Linked DNA regions of Mus musculus: region 1 is linked to region 2. The links are chromatin contacts, called in public promoter capture Hi-C maps. All regions are on one chromosome and are shown on one strand. The core of a region is the stretch at or near the end of the contact, and the rest is flanking DNA. Distances in the headings are between cores, read along the strand shown.

Region 1 (6,297 bases), core at 1,754-4,253, 1.6 Mb before region 2:
TCCTAGGAGTAGTTAAGCTGTAGGGAACAAATAACATGCCTTTAAGACAGGCAGACTTAGATTCTAGTCGCAGCTCCATTAGCAAATAGTAGCATAACCTTGAATAAGGCCCCTTCATCTTGAAGCCTCAGTTTCTCCCTCTCTAAAATGGAGTTGCTGATGCTCACTGAGTGGGCTGGGCTGTGAAGTCCAAAGGAAGCAATCATAGATAGGCAAGCAGTTAATATGTGGTTGAGAGAAACCCAAAGTGTTATTTAAACCTCTTTATTAGCCAGTAGGAAATGTGATGCAAGGGATTCCAACAAGCAACCTGGAAAGTGTACAAAAAGAAGGAAGGAGTCAGAAGCAGGCCCGCAAGGATGGCAGAAGGGCAAATGGGCTTCCAGCCAGCCAAGAAAATCAGACCTGATGTCTGCAGGGTAGAGAATCTGAGAGCAATGGAATTCGGAAATTGAGAAAGATTCAGGTCTTTTCATTGGGCTTAATGCTCAAATCAGGAACTATATGCTTCCTCCAGCTCTCTCAGACCCCCTTTAGACTTCAACTGGACCACTCAGGCCAGCCACCACCCCCATCCCTTGAGGCAATGTACTGCATCACAACTGGCTAGGTTGAAAAGTTCTCTTGATTTTATCTCAGATGTTCCCTCTGTTCCTGGATCTGCCCCCTGGAGCCATACATATTGAGGTTGCTCCCTCCATCACAGGCCTGACCCCTCTAGAGAAGTCTGCAACCAGGCTCAAGGACCACAATGCCCCATCCAGTCTTTCTCTGCCCCCCATTCTGGGGCTGTCCTTCTACCTCAACACTCAGCTGAGGGTGCACTGCAGTGGAGCCCAGCCAAGCCCTCAAGCTGCAGCTGCTGCTCCTGGGGCCCAGCCATCTCAACCCAGCACCCCAGCCTGCTGCCTCACCATGGGGGAGTTGCAGAGAGCTGTCTCCCGGCAGATTTCCTGAGGCAGAAGGCTTCCCCACCCCCAGCCCAGCCTCCAAGAGACACTCCACTAGTTGTGGCACATGGTAGGACCAGCTGAGCAGTGAGAGGAGGGGGAAGCCTGTCCATTTGCTAAAGGACTTCAGACTTGCTCTTTGGTGTGGTTGGGTTAGTAACATACCCATTGAATCTCAGTTGGCAGTCCCTGGCTTTAAAAAAAATATCTAGGGGAAATCATAGACTGGCAAAAGAAGGGACTCAGTCAAGGTCACAAAGCCAATCTGCAACAGAGCTGGAAGGGGACGCCAGTTCTCCCATCTCCCAATTCAATGTTCTTTTCAGTATAGCAGTAAAGCAATAGGAGGGCCTTTAGGGCATCCCTGTGAGCCTTCGTGCCCTTGACTCACAGCCTAATACATTTATCCCAATCAGCACACAATGGGATCTACATAGGAAAAGTAGATCCTGTCCATGTCCCATCAACTCAGAAAATATTCCTAACCTGTCTCAGACACATGTACAAACCCCAGCACAGGTCTGAAGCTGATCCAACAGATGGGAGATCTATGGACTTCCCTTCCTGGTAGGGCTCTTTAAATGGGTGTTGTTTTTCTTGAAGGGTGGAGACCAGCTGGACTTTGAGAAACTAACCAAGGGCCTAGCCTCCATCTTTGCTCCCCCATCTTTGCCACCATCACCCCCCCTCCCCATGCCAAGATGTGCTGCAGTTCCATTCTGGTCCCCACCTGCCTCGAGACGAGATCACCCCCCCCCAAAAAAAAAAGGTGTGTAGGAGTGTTTCTCTCTTTAGGGGGCTTGAGTTGATACCACCTCTGTCTAAAAATTATTTAATCCATCCTCTGGAAAGGATACAGCTAGGGGCTGAAGAAGTGGAGGGAGGTAGTGGGAATTGCTTTAGTCTCTAACTGGCTTTGGTTCTACAGGGAAAAGAAGCCCGCACTCGTCTGACCAAACCAATGTGTGGTGGCTAGGGAAAGCATGTCAGCCGGTTGAGGAGAACCTTCTCCCGATTGGGACAGGCGAAGCAGGAAATGGGATCAGGCATGGGCTTCATATACTTTATCTGCCAGCTAAGTTGGAGAGGGATCTAGAGGGAAAGGAATGGGTGGGGTGGGGGCCGCAAACACATTCCTTACTTTCTCTGGAGGGTTGTAGCCGGGCTGGTGCTGGTACTGGTGCTGTGACCTCCGCCAGCGCCAGGACTGGAGCTTCTGGATGCGCCACGACTCAACTGGCCCCGCTCCCGCGGTGGCCGCTGCCCCACGCCCACCGCCGCGGAATAGCCGGCTTCCTTCTCGCGGCCCGGGTGCGCTGGCCCAGCCTCCCTCCCGCCACGCTCGCGACCCAGGGCTGGGTTCTCATGGTGCAGGTGGCATTGGGCCACGTCGCGCTCGCGGGCTGTGTAACCGGTAGTGTCCTGAAGTTGATAGGAGGCTTCTCGCTCCTTATCCCGATAGATAGCTTCCCGGTTCTGGTAAGCGCCATCCCGGTTCGGGTAGCCCACGTCCCGGGACGCCTGGTGGAACTGGCTCTCCCGCAGCTCGCGGTGGTGGAACTGGGTCTCACGCAGGTTCTGGTACTGGCTTTCGCGGCCAGGACTATCCCGTGCGCCAAGGGGGTCCCGGTGCAGTTCCCCACGGTGCAGCTGGCTCTCCTCCCGCAGGTCGCGGTTCTCCTGGGTGAGCTGGTCCAACTGGCCCTCCAGCTCTTCTATGCGCCGCCGCTGGGTCTCCAACAGCTGCTGCTGACTCTCGATGATGTTGTTCAGCTCCAGCAGGTACTCCACCGCCCGGTTGGGGCTCTCAGATCCCGGGCCACCCGGAGGACCGGACCCCGCCTCCATCCTGGCGGCCCAGGGACAGGGGAACGGGCAGGAGAGCCCAGTCCCCGCTCGCTCACGGCGCCACCCTCCCCCGGGCCCAGCCGGGGGAGGGGGCCGGCGGGACGCGAGGGCGCGCACCGGGCTCGGGGGCCCGGGGGCCCTAGGGGGCCCGGGAGACAGCGCTGGGGCCGGCGGCACGGGGCGCAGGAGCTAAGGCTACCGCCGCCGCCGCCGCCGCCGCCACCACCACCGCCACCGCCACCGCCAGGGCTCGGAAGGACGCGGCCCACGGCGCTCCGCCCGCTGCGGAGTCACTGCGCAGCGCGGCCGCGCGGGACCGCCCCGGCCGCCGGCCCGCCCCCCGCCCCTGCCCCCACCCAGCTCTCCCGACCCGCCCCCGCGCGCCCCACCTGCAGTCGCCACCAACACCCTAGCTGGACCAGCCCCAAAGCACTGGCACCTCAGCTGGATGCCAGCCTTAGCTCAGCCTGCAGGAGATATCTCCATTCCAACTGTCCTGGGGTCTTCACCTAACAGCCTAATGAAGTCCTCCAACCTATTCTAATATGCACTGGCCCAACAGGCCCAAGACCCAAGCCGTCAAAACACCCAGCCCAGGCAGTCTCCAGACTCAGTCAACTCAGACTTCCAACCCCTCAGTCGGCCAACCCCACTCAGTATCCCATTCCTTATCCCAGCTGGCTTCTTGTTTTAGATGATCTCCTTCCAGCTCCATGACAATCTCTTGATTTTTCATTACAACTAGTCAGTCTATAGACCATTACTCCATCTCAGTACTTCTGCGTTTCTCTAGCCTTGTGATCCTCCAGCCCACCCAGTCTGTAGTTCCATATCCCAGACAGTCCCTGGAATTCAACTACTACTACTACTACCACCACCACCACCACCACCACCACCACCACCACTAACCCCCCCCCCCATACACACACACACATGTAACTCTTCAGGCATTTACCTTCAGCCCGCCAACCTCTAAATTCTTCATCCAAATCAATGCTCAGATTTCCAATCCTATCCGACCCCAGGATTCCCTATATTAGCCCGTTACTGGGTCTTTTGACCAAGGAAGGCCTTTTTGACAAGGGTCTTTTTTTGATCATTGATGATCATTTCCAACAAGCCCCAGGACTCCCCATTAGAGTCAGACTTGATGTCAAAACATCTTTCTTCAACCGTCATTTTCTAATCCCCATGGAAATGGCATCTTCTTTCATTCCACCATTGCCAATCAGTGAAGTTTTATCTTTTCATTAAGACCTGAATCAAATTCTCAGCATGGGTTTATAATACCTGTGCTTGTAAGGTTAAAGCAGGAAGACTGCTAGTATTTAGAGGCCAACCTGAACTAAGTAATGAGTTCCACACAATCCTTAGCTACAGTGTGGGATGCTATCTCAAAAAACCAAAATAACAATAGAAAGTTAGGAGCTGGAGAGATGGTTCAGAAATTAAGAGCACTAATTGCTCTTCCGAAGAACCTGGGTTCAATTTCAAGCACCCACGTGACAACTCAAACTGTAACTCCTGCTCAAGAAGGATTTTAAACACTCTTCTGGCCTTCAAGGGTGCCAGGCACTCATGTGATGCACAGACATAAATACAGGCAAAACACCCTTGCACATGAAGGGGAAGAAGGAAGAGGGAAAGAAGTAAGGAGAAAAGGAGGAGGACAAGGTGGAAGCCTTAAGTCAAATGCCTCTTTTTGAGTCCATCCCTGATTTTCCCAGTGATAAATGTTCTGTGCTTCTGTAGAGATCCTAAAGAGATTGGACAGAAACAGCAGAGTGAAATGAAAGGTGCTGAGAAGGCTGTGACTAACCAAGGAGAAAGCTCAAGAACAATGGGGATAGCCAGCTTTCTAACATAGGTTTGGGTCCAGAATGATTACAAGGCATGAAAAATGCCTTCTGAGCTGATGCAGAAGTTCTCTAGTGTGCTTAGCTAGCCACTGAGTACTGGACTTCATTTAGTTCCCACTGCTCAGGACTGCCTTGATAGAAACAGCTACAAAATGATGTTCTTAAGCTATCCTTCCATGGGCAGAAAATAAAATGGAAAAACATCACTTTCTTTGTAAAAATTTATTTTATTATTATTATTACTATATTATCATTATTAGTGTGTGTGTGTGTGTGTGTGTGTGTGTGTGTGTGTGTGCGTGTGTGTATGTGTAAAAGTGTATGCTACATATCAACATCGGATCCCCTGGAGCTGGAGTTACAGGTGGCTGTGAGCCACCTGATGTGGTTGCTGGGAACTGAACTTGGGTCCTCTGGAAGAGCAGCAAGTGCTCTTAACCTCTGAGCCCCTAAATATCAGTTCCTTTCTTTTTTCTTTTTTTTTAGATTTATTTATTTTATGTATATGAGTATGCTGTAGCTGAACAGATGGTTGTAAGCCTTCATGTGGTTGTTGGGAATTGAATTTTTAGGACCTCTGCTTGCTCTGATCAACCCTGCTCGCTCTGGCCCAAAGATTTATTTATTATTATACATAAGTACACTGTAGCTGTTTTCAGATGTGCCAGAAGAGGGCATCAGATCTCACTATGGATGGTTGTGAGCCACCATGTGGTTGCTGGGATTTGAACTCAGGACCTTTGGAAGAGCATCCAGTGCTGAGCCATCACACCAGCCCTAAATATCAGTTTCATAAACATACATAGTAAGATACCACATCCTCTATAAAGGCAAAAATCAAAGGGATTTACAATTTTAAAAAATGTTAGCACAAATGTGGAGATATTGGAACTCTCATTCATTGCCAACAGGAATGTAAAATGGAGCTGTCCCTTTGTAAAGCAGTCTGTCTATTACTTAAAAGGTTAAAAAAAATAGAGCCAACAATTCTACTTCTGGGTGTCTAAAGAGGAATGAAAGTGTACAACTAAATGACTATACAAGTCTATAGAGTATTCATTGTTGCCTTATAAATAATAATAACCAAATAATCAATTGTTGGATAAACAAAATGAGATATAATCAAAAATTGAAATATTGGGTGGAAAGATGGCTTAGTGGTTAAGAGCACTTGTTGCAGAGGACCTGATTTGATTCCCAGCAGCCACAAGGCATCTCACAATCATTCATAATTCCAGTTCCAGAGGATTCAACACCTTCTGTTGTATGTGTACCAGGCACATACATGGTACACATCACATGCATGTAGGCACATAAAATAAATAAATGTCAAATCTTAAGCAAAATATTATTTGAGGAGTCTAGTGCATGCTTATAATCCTAGGAAGGTGAGGCAGGAGAATTGTTAATTCCAAGCCAGCCTAGACTACATAGTGGAATTCTGTATAAAAACAACAGAAAGAATAAAGTATTAAAACATAAAAAAGAGTGGGTACAAGGGGGAAGAAGGGGACTGGGAGGAGTCAGGGAGGAACTGAGAGGAGTGGAGGGAGGGAAAACTTGGTCAAGATGTGTTGAAAAGAAAAATAAATTAAAATATATGTATAAAAGTGTGGTGAAGCTTAAAAACTTTCTACTAA
Region 2 (6,426 bases), core at 3,563-6,062:
AGGAGGCCTGTGGGGCCCTGAGAGAGCACTGGACAGGACCGTAGCAACATAGCTGCTGCCACCATCCTGAGCCCAAAGTCCTGTAGAAATTGTGCAAGAGATGAGATTCCATCATGAAAGCCTGGCCAAAAGTCAAAAGTCATGCCTGTTTAATTCTTTGCCTTTAGTTTCCCACTCAAAGCTAGTTGTCTTCCTCAGATATCCCCTCATTATCCTTCTCAGCAAGGAGTCCTAGTGTTAAAATATGAGGGAGAAATGAGAAACACCACTAGAGAAAGTGGCAAGTTGTAACTAGAGGCCAGAAAACTTGGCTTCTTATTTACTCTGCCACCAGCTGCTCAGTGATTGTGAAGATCATTGAAGTGACTTTGTGCTGAAGAGTGACAGCTCACAATCCACACCTGTGATCAACTGTCTTCCAAAGACTGCTATCCTCAAACAAATGAAGACTCTGCCCACTTATGTGGACAGATGCCATTTACAGGAGCTCCTGAGGCTAGTCCTGCTGTGTCCAGAGAATGCTCTACCAGAGATGGGAAAGGAGTTTAAAGCCAGCTGTCAACTTGAGATCCTGGAAACAGGAAAGGGCAGTCATGTGCCCTACAGGCTGTGTACTACCAGGTTGGTATTTTGATATGTTTGGATTTTTTTCTTGACTTTTTGGTTAAACTCTGATAAAGAAGGGTGTACAAATAAGACCCAAGGAGGCTGGAAGATATAATCTATGTAGATCAGTAAAGATGACAAAGGCTTAGATAGAGAAATGAAGGGGGCTGGAGAAAAGACAGGGAAAAAATGAACAGAAAAAGATAAAGCAAATGACACATAACTCTCATTGAGTATTGGCTGAATTTTGGAGTAAATTAATGATTACTATGATCTTCAAAAGGAGAGCACAGGGAGGTGGGGAAAAATCAAGACAACTTCAGAAGGAGAAAAGAAGAGAGCCAACAAAAGTGTAGTGGTGGAGGAGGAAGACCTGAAACTGAGAAAGATATCAGAACTGGAAGGGAAAAGAGCAAGGTAGAGATAGAAAGGGACACAGAGAGGAAGACTGATGCCGAGTAACAAGACAAGAGGATGATGGGAGATGTAGAAAGTAGGGCAAGATAATAAGACAAAAGAAGGAGAAGCAGGAAACATACTGGGAGGGACAAATGTTAGGTAGTCTAGAGTAATATAAAGACTGAAAATTAAGCAGGAGAGAAAGGGATCTAGCAAGGGCATTGGAGCACCAAGATAAGAGGGTTAGACTATACAGGCTTAAGGGAGGGGGATCTGACCCTGCTGGAGTGGTGGTGGGAGAGAAACAATGAAAAAGACAATGGCTTTTTAAAAATCTAAAAGCTCAAGAGACAGTGGTAGTGGCAGAAGAAATGGCTTAGTGGTTAAGAGGAAATACTGTTCTTCCAGGTTTGCTTCCCAGTACTCATGCCGTGTGGCTCACAACTGCCTGGAACTCCAGCTCCAGGAGATCCGAGGCCTCCGGTTTCCACTGGCCTGGCACTCATGTATACATACCTGTGACAGAACCAAACATATACACATAATTTAAAATAATAAATCTATATTTGAGAAGGAAATGGGTGGGTGAAGGGGGGAGGGAGGAGGCCTCTAGGGAGGTAAGATTGAGACATACCAAAATGAAAGACAGAACAAGAGGGGGAAACAGATTGGAAGGAAAGAGCCAATTGTAGAGTCAGAGTCAATGAGTAGGAACAAGATGCAGGACAGCACAATCAATAGGAGAGAGAGGAGGAAATGTGGGAGGGCTAAAGCCTCAGCTCTGCCAAGAAGCCAAAGGCTCAGTGTATAAGGCCTTATTATGTGAGAGACAAGGGAACAGAAGGAATTCTTGAGCCTATCCTATTGGCAACTTCTTTTATCCCTCTAATCTCACAGAACAAGCACCCGCCTCTTATGTTACAAAGCCCAGTCATCTTATTGCATCTTAGGACATCCTCCCTGCCTTTCCAGGCTGTCACAGCAGCCTGAGTTAGTTTGTAGGCCCAATCATATGGGCCCTGGAATAACAAAAAAGCAGAAAGCTGCTTGGAAGGATTAAATGAAACAAACAAAACAAAACAAAAATGTGAACCTTTCAGCATGGTAGTTGGTGCATAAAAAGTTAAATTTTTCTTATCTACATTCTGGTTTTCTAGTGTCTTCATTCAATGTTTTTGGACAAGGCACTTCTCCTTTCTGGGTTTTAGCTTTGATCAGTTGTCAGATGTGAGGTAATTCTACCTTGATCACTCAGTAGGCCATTGGTTGGATCCAGTGCCTACCTCATATCTGGAAATAAGAGTTGCCCTTCTGACTGCCTGGCCATGAAGGCTAAAGCACTCAAGGCTGAGCCTGCAGACCATAGATAAAGCCCCTAGAGCTTATCACCATTAGAGTCTGGCTACTCCCTAGGATGAGCCCAGGGCGTGGGAGAGAAGAAGAACCCCTTCCTGGAATCACGTCTAAGCATCTGGCCAACGCTGGCTCTGGCAATCTGTAGGGAGTCAAGATGTCCCAGTTCCTGCAGGTTTATACAAACTCCTTCTCTGACACTGACAATAGCATTGAAGTATATAGTGAGACAGGAAGCCCTTAAGATTAGAGGCAAAGTCCTGCCCTGGAATGATGGTTGATTAAGGCCTACTTTCCATGTAGAAACCAGAAGAGGTCCAGTGGACTCACCATTTTTGTGGGGCTGTTGGCCATAATATACTGAGGGTCCTGGGAAAAATACAGAGTTCTTGATGTGAATTGAATTCTTGAGTTCATTTTAAAGCTCCAGTTACAATTTCTCTTGTCCTACACTGATCTTCTTGAACATCATTATGACCTATAACTTTGTATTTGGATTCTTAATGTCCATTCCATAACATTCTTAATATGAGCCAGGAATGAGTAAAGTTGAATAGAGGAAGCATTTCAGGCAGGGTATTAAGAACATAAGGTCTTAGCTGGGTATCTCTTAGCTGGGTATTTTGACACCACAGCAAGCTGTGACAACAGGATCCTAAATTGCATATTAGTTTGGGCTGCATAGCTCCCAGTCAGTTAGGACTAAGTAGCAAATCTTTTCTCAGACAAAACATACTCTGGAGCCAAGGAGTCACATCATAAATATATCAGAGTTCCACCTTGCTTATATCAGACTAAGTCTGGAAAGCTGGAGATGAGATTTTTGTCTCATTTTGTTACTTTTTTACTGTATGTGTACTTTGGCTCCCCTGCTCCCCTCCACCCTTTTGAACTTTACTTTCTCCACAGACATTGGATTAGATTGGAAATTTCATAATTTATCTTCTGGTTCTGATATACAAACATTAACAAAGCTCTGACCATTGTCAATGTTCTACATACATAGACTTATTCAGTCCTCAGGATGATGTTGGAAATAGACACCGAGGTCCCCAAAAGATCTGTGACTCACCCAAATTACAAAACTGTTAAGTAAAGGAAGCAAAATTTCAGCTTAGGCAGTCTGGTTCCAGAGACTTCTAACTTAGCGACCATGAATCTATGGTCCAAACATTCCCGATTTTCATAGCTGGGAAGTTGACTCTAGACACCAAGCCACTCTGTTACAGTAATTTATGACCAATGCTTTCTCCAAATGTTCTAAAGTAGGATTTGGGGTACTATTGAACATTTATGAATTCATTTCACCACTTAATGATTTATATAACCCACTACATAGAAAAGATTTCGAGTAATTTTAAAACTAAATCAAAGAGGGACGGGAATTCTCAAGACAAGTGGCATCATTACTCAAAGGGTTTTTTTCCCTGTATGTCTATAATTCCCTTTTAGGTCAGCACCTAATTTGCAGTCCCATAGGCCAGAAAGATCAGCTGGGCCACCATCCCAGCAGGGAAGCCAGAAGCCACTCTTGCAGCTCTTCTGTCCCCTGTCTCCCATTACTTGTGGCTTGATATTAAGAATCATTTAAGTCTGGAAAAGAATCCCTTGCTTCTTCCAGTGAAGCATCAGGCCTTATCTCCCCTCCTAGTGCCCTCTTTCCAACCCTGGAAAGTCAAAGGACAATTAAAAACAGAAGAATGTATACCACAAAACTAAGAAATTTGTGGGAACTGTGGGCAGGCCCTTTTGTCAAAGGATAAATGACCTGCCTGGGATCTCACAGTGACTTAAGAGTGAGACTCCAAATCTGCCTTTTCTGTACAATGACAATTCTCTTCCGCCTTTTCCCTTTATTTCTACTAATTTTGCAACCTCTCAATTCCTGCATCTTGCCTTACCATTCTTAACCACCCCCCCTCCCCCACAAAAGCCTCCAATTTTCCTTCCCTGGATCTGACCCCCTACCCACAAGGCTCTGAAACCTCACACTCTGTTCTAGGCCAAGCAGATGGGAAAGTGTCAAGTGATAATGGGGTGACTGGAGAATTTTGGAAGAAATATGAAGATGCCTTTCCTAGAGAAATGGGGGAGAGGAAGAGACAGAGACAGAAGGAGACTAAGGAGACAGAAATGGGTTTTGAGGGGTTGAGGAGATAGAGAAAAGTCCTTTGAGGGAAAAGTAACAGAAAGCAGGAATGTCAGACAGAGAATTAGTGAAGTAAGATGAAAGTACTGGAAAGTAGTAAGAGAGAGAGAGAGGGAGAGGAGGAAGAAAGGAAAACCCCCAAACAGAAGAGAGTTTCTGTGAAGGTCAAAAGTCCACCCAGGGTCAACATACAGTGTTGGTGAGAGCCCAGAAAGAACACTGAAAGAACCTCTTACCTGTTGCCCTGCACTGAGGACGAACCAAAGACGGTGAGTGCTGTGGGCTGGGCTGGGAAGCAGCTTTCATCCCAGCCTCCTGCTCAGCCCCGCCCACCCCACCCCACCCCCTTCCGCCTCGGCCTTAAGGTATCTCAGGCCTCTGCTAAAGATAAAAAGCAAAGTAGTCTCCTTTCACTCCCCTTGTTCTGTGCCTTCTCTTTCTGTTTTCTTCCTCTACTCCCTCTGGGGTAGTGAAACTAACTCATTCGATTTTGAGATCAGACCATCCTTATAAATCCAGGGCACCTTCTGTAGAACCATCCCTCTGACCTTCAGTTCCCTCAGCCATGAAGGAGGCCACTAAAGGCAAGTCCACGTGGAGAGGACCCTGAAGTCAGACATAGAATACACTCTCGGCACTCTAGGCACTGGGGCTCTGAAGGGTTCTAGCTGTGAGCCTCCATGGAAAGTAGATCAACTCAAAGGATGTTGTGTCACTTCAATAAATGAACAAATATTTGGCACAGTGCTTAGTTTGAGAAAATAACAGTTTGTGTTGATTCAGTGGTTTTACTCTGTACCTTGAGGGGGTAATTACTTTGCATTGATTAATTAAGCCTCATAAGAATCTTAAGACACTTGCTCTTAATGTCCACAGTGGTCTGGGAATGAAAATCATTTGAAAGAAGGCTGCTGATGTCATTGTGGTCATGTAGAAGGAAACCCACAGCACTGGGCTGGTTTGTGTGAATTTGTAATGGATTGGATTCTAGAAACAGATGTTCAGGTCTTATTCTCAGGTGTATATCTATATTTATTTTTCAAAACTAAAGAATTTTAATTTCAACAGTCAGATAATAAAGTGATTATTCACATAAAAAAAGAATCTTAAGACAGAGGCACAGTTATCTCTGTCACAGATAAAGACCCTAAGACTGGGAGGGTGGGCTACTAATAATTGCACATCTACAAAGTACATACCTCGGCTACAAAGTTGACAGTATGCTCCCAGAACCCACACTCTCCTGTACATCTTAGAACATACAGCTAAAATATTAGTTTCTCTGTTTTCTACCCCTTTTAATATTTTCTCTTATATTGTATTCCCCATGCCTTTCCTAAGGCTAGGGCAATGGAACTATGGCCATATGCCAATAACTAATGGAGGTCTTTCCATAAAAGCCCACTATTTAGTGGAGTTACAGTATTAAATCCAAAGGTATTATAATTAAACACACCCTCGTGGGTGGGAATGTAGGACAGTCCCAGGGATTACCCCTCTCCTTTAGGAATAACTTTGTGACCTCCACATAAGACCAGAGACACTGAAATTAATAGAGGAGAAAGTGGGGAAAAGCCTCGAAGATATGGGCACAGGGGAAAAATTCCTAAACAGAACAGCAATGGCTTGTGCTGTAAGATCAAGAATTGAAAAATGGGACCTCATAAAATTGCAAAGCTTCTGTAAGGCAAAAGACACTGTCAATAAGACAGAAAGGCCACCAACAGGTTGGGAAAGGATTTTCACCAATCCTAAATCAGATAGGGGGCTAATATCCAATATATATAAAGAACTCAAGAAGCTGGACTCCAGAAATTCAAATAACCCCATTAAAAAATAGGGTTCAGAGCTAAACAAAGAATTCTCAACTGAGGAATACTGAATGGCTGAGAAGCACCTGAAAAAATGTTCAACATCCT

What was found. Promoter capture Hi-C pulls out the DNA fragments that hold promoters and counts their contacts.
Region 1: a promoter capture Hi-C map of liver shows a contact between it and region 2, with 7 times the contacts expected there. The contact joins the promoter of Iqsec2 here to the promoter of Alas2 in region 2. A contact is called at or near these places in 1 of 39 promoter capture datasets (liver) and 1 of 9 other capture datasets (liver).

The regions. Positions count from the first base shown.
Region 1 is chrX:152,140,974-152,147,270 of GRCm38.p6, reverse strand. It overlaps Iqsec2 (IQ motif and Sec7 domain 2), which reads right to left and starts at 3,003. Exons shown (of 15, transcript NM_001114664.2): 1 at 2,092-3,003. The coding sequence starts at 2,798.
Region 2 is chrX:150,545,803-150,552,228 of GRCm38.p6, reverse strand. It overlaps Alas2 (aminolevulinic acid synthase 2, erythroid), which reads right to left and starts at 4,812. Exons shown (of 11, transcript NM_009653.3): 1 at 4,744-4,812; 2 at 1-80. The coding sequence starts at 65. It overlaps Mir3620 (microRNA 3620), which reads left to right and starts at 4,784; the gene lies at 4,784-4,844. It also overlaps a transcript of Apex2 not described here. RefSeq lists cis regulatory regions at 2,370-2,375, 2,388-2,393 and an enhancer at 2,277-2,478.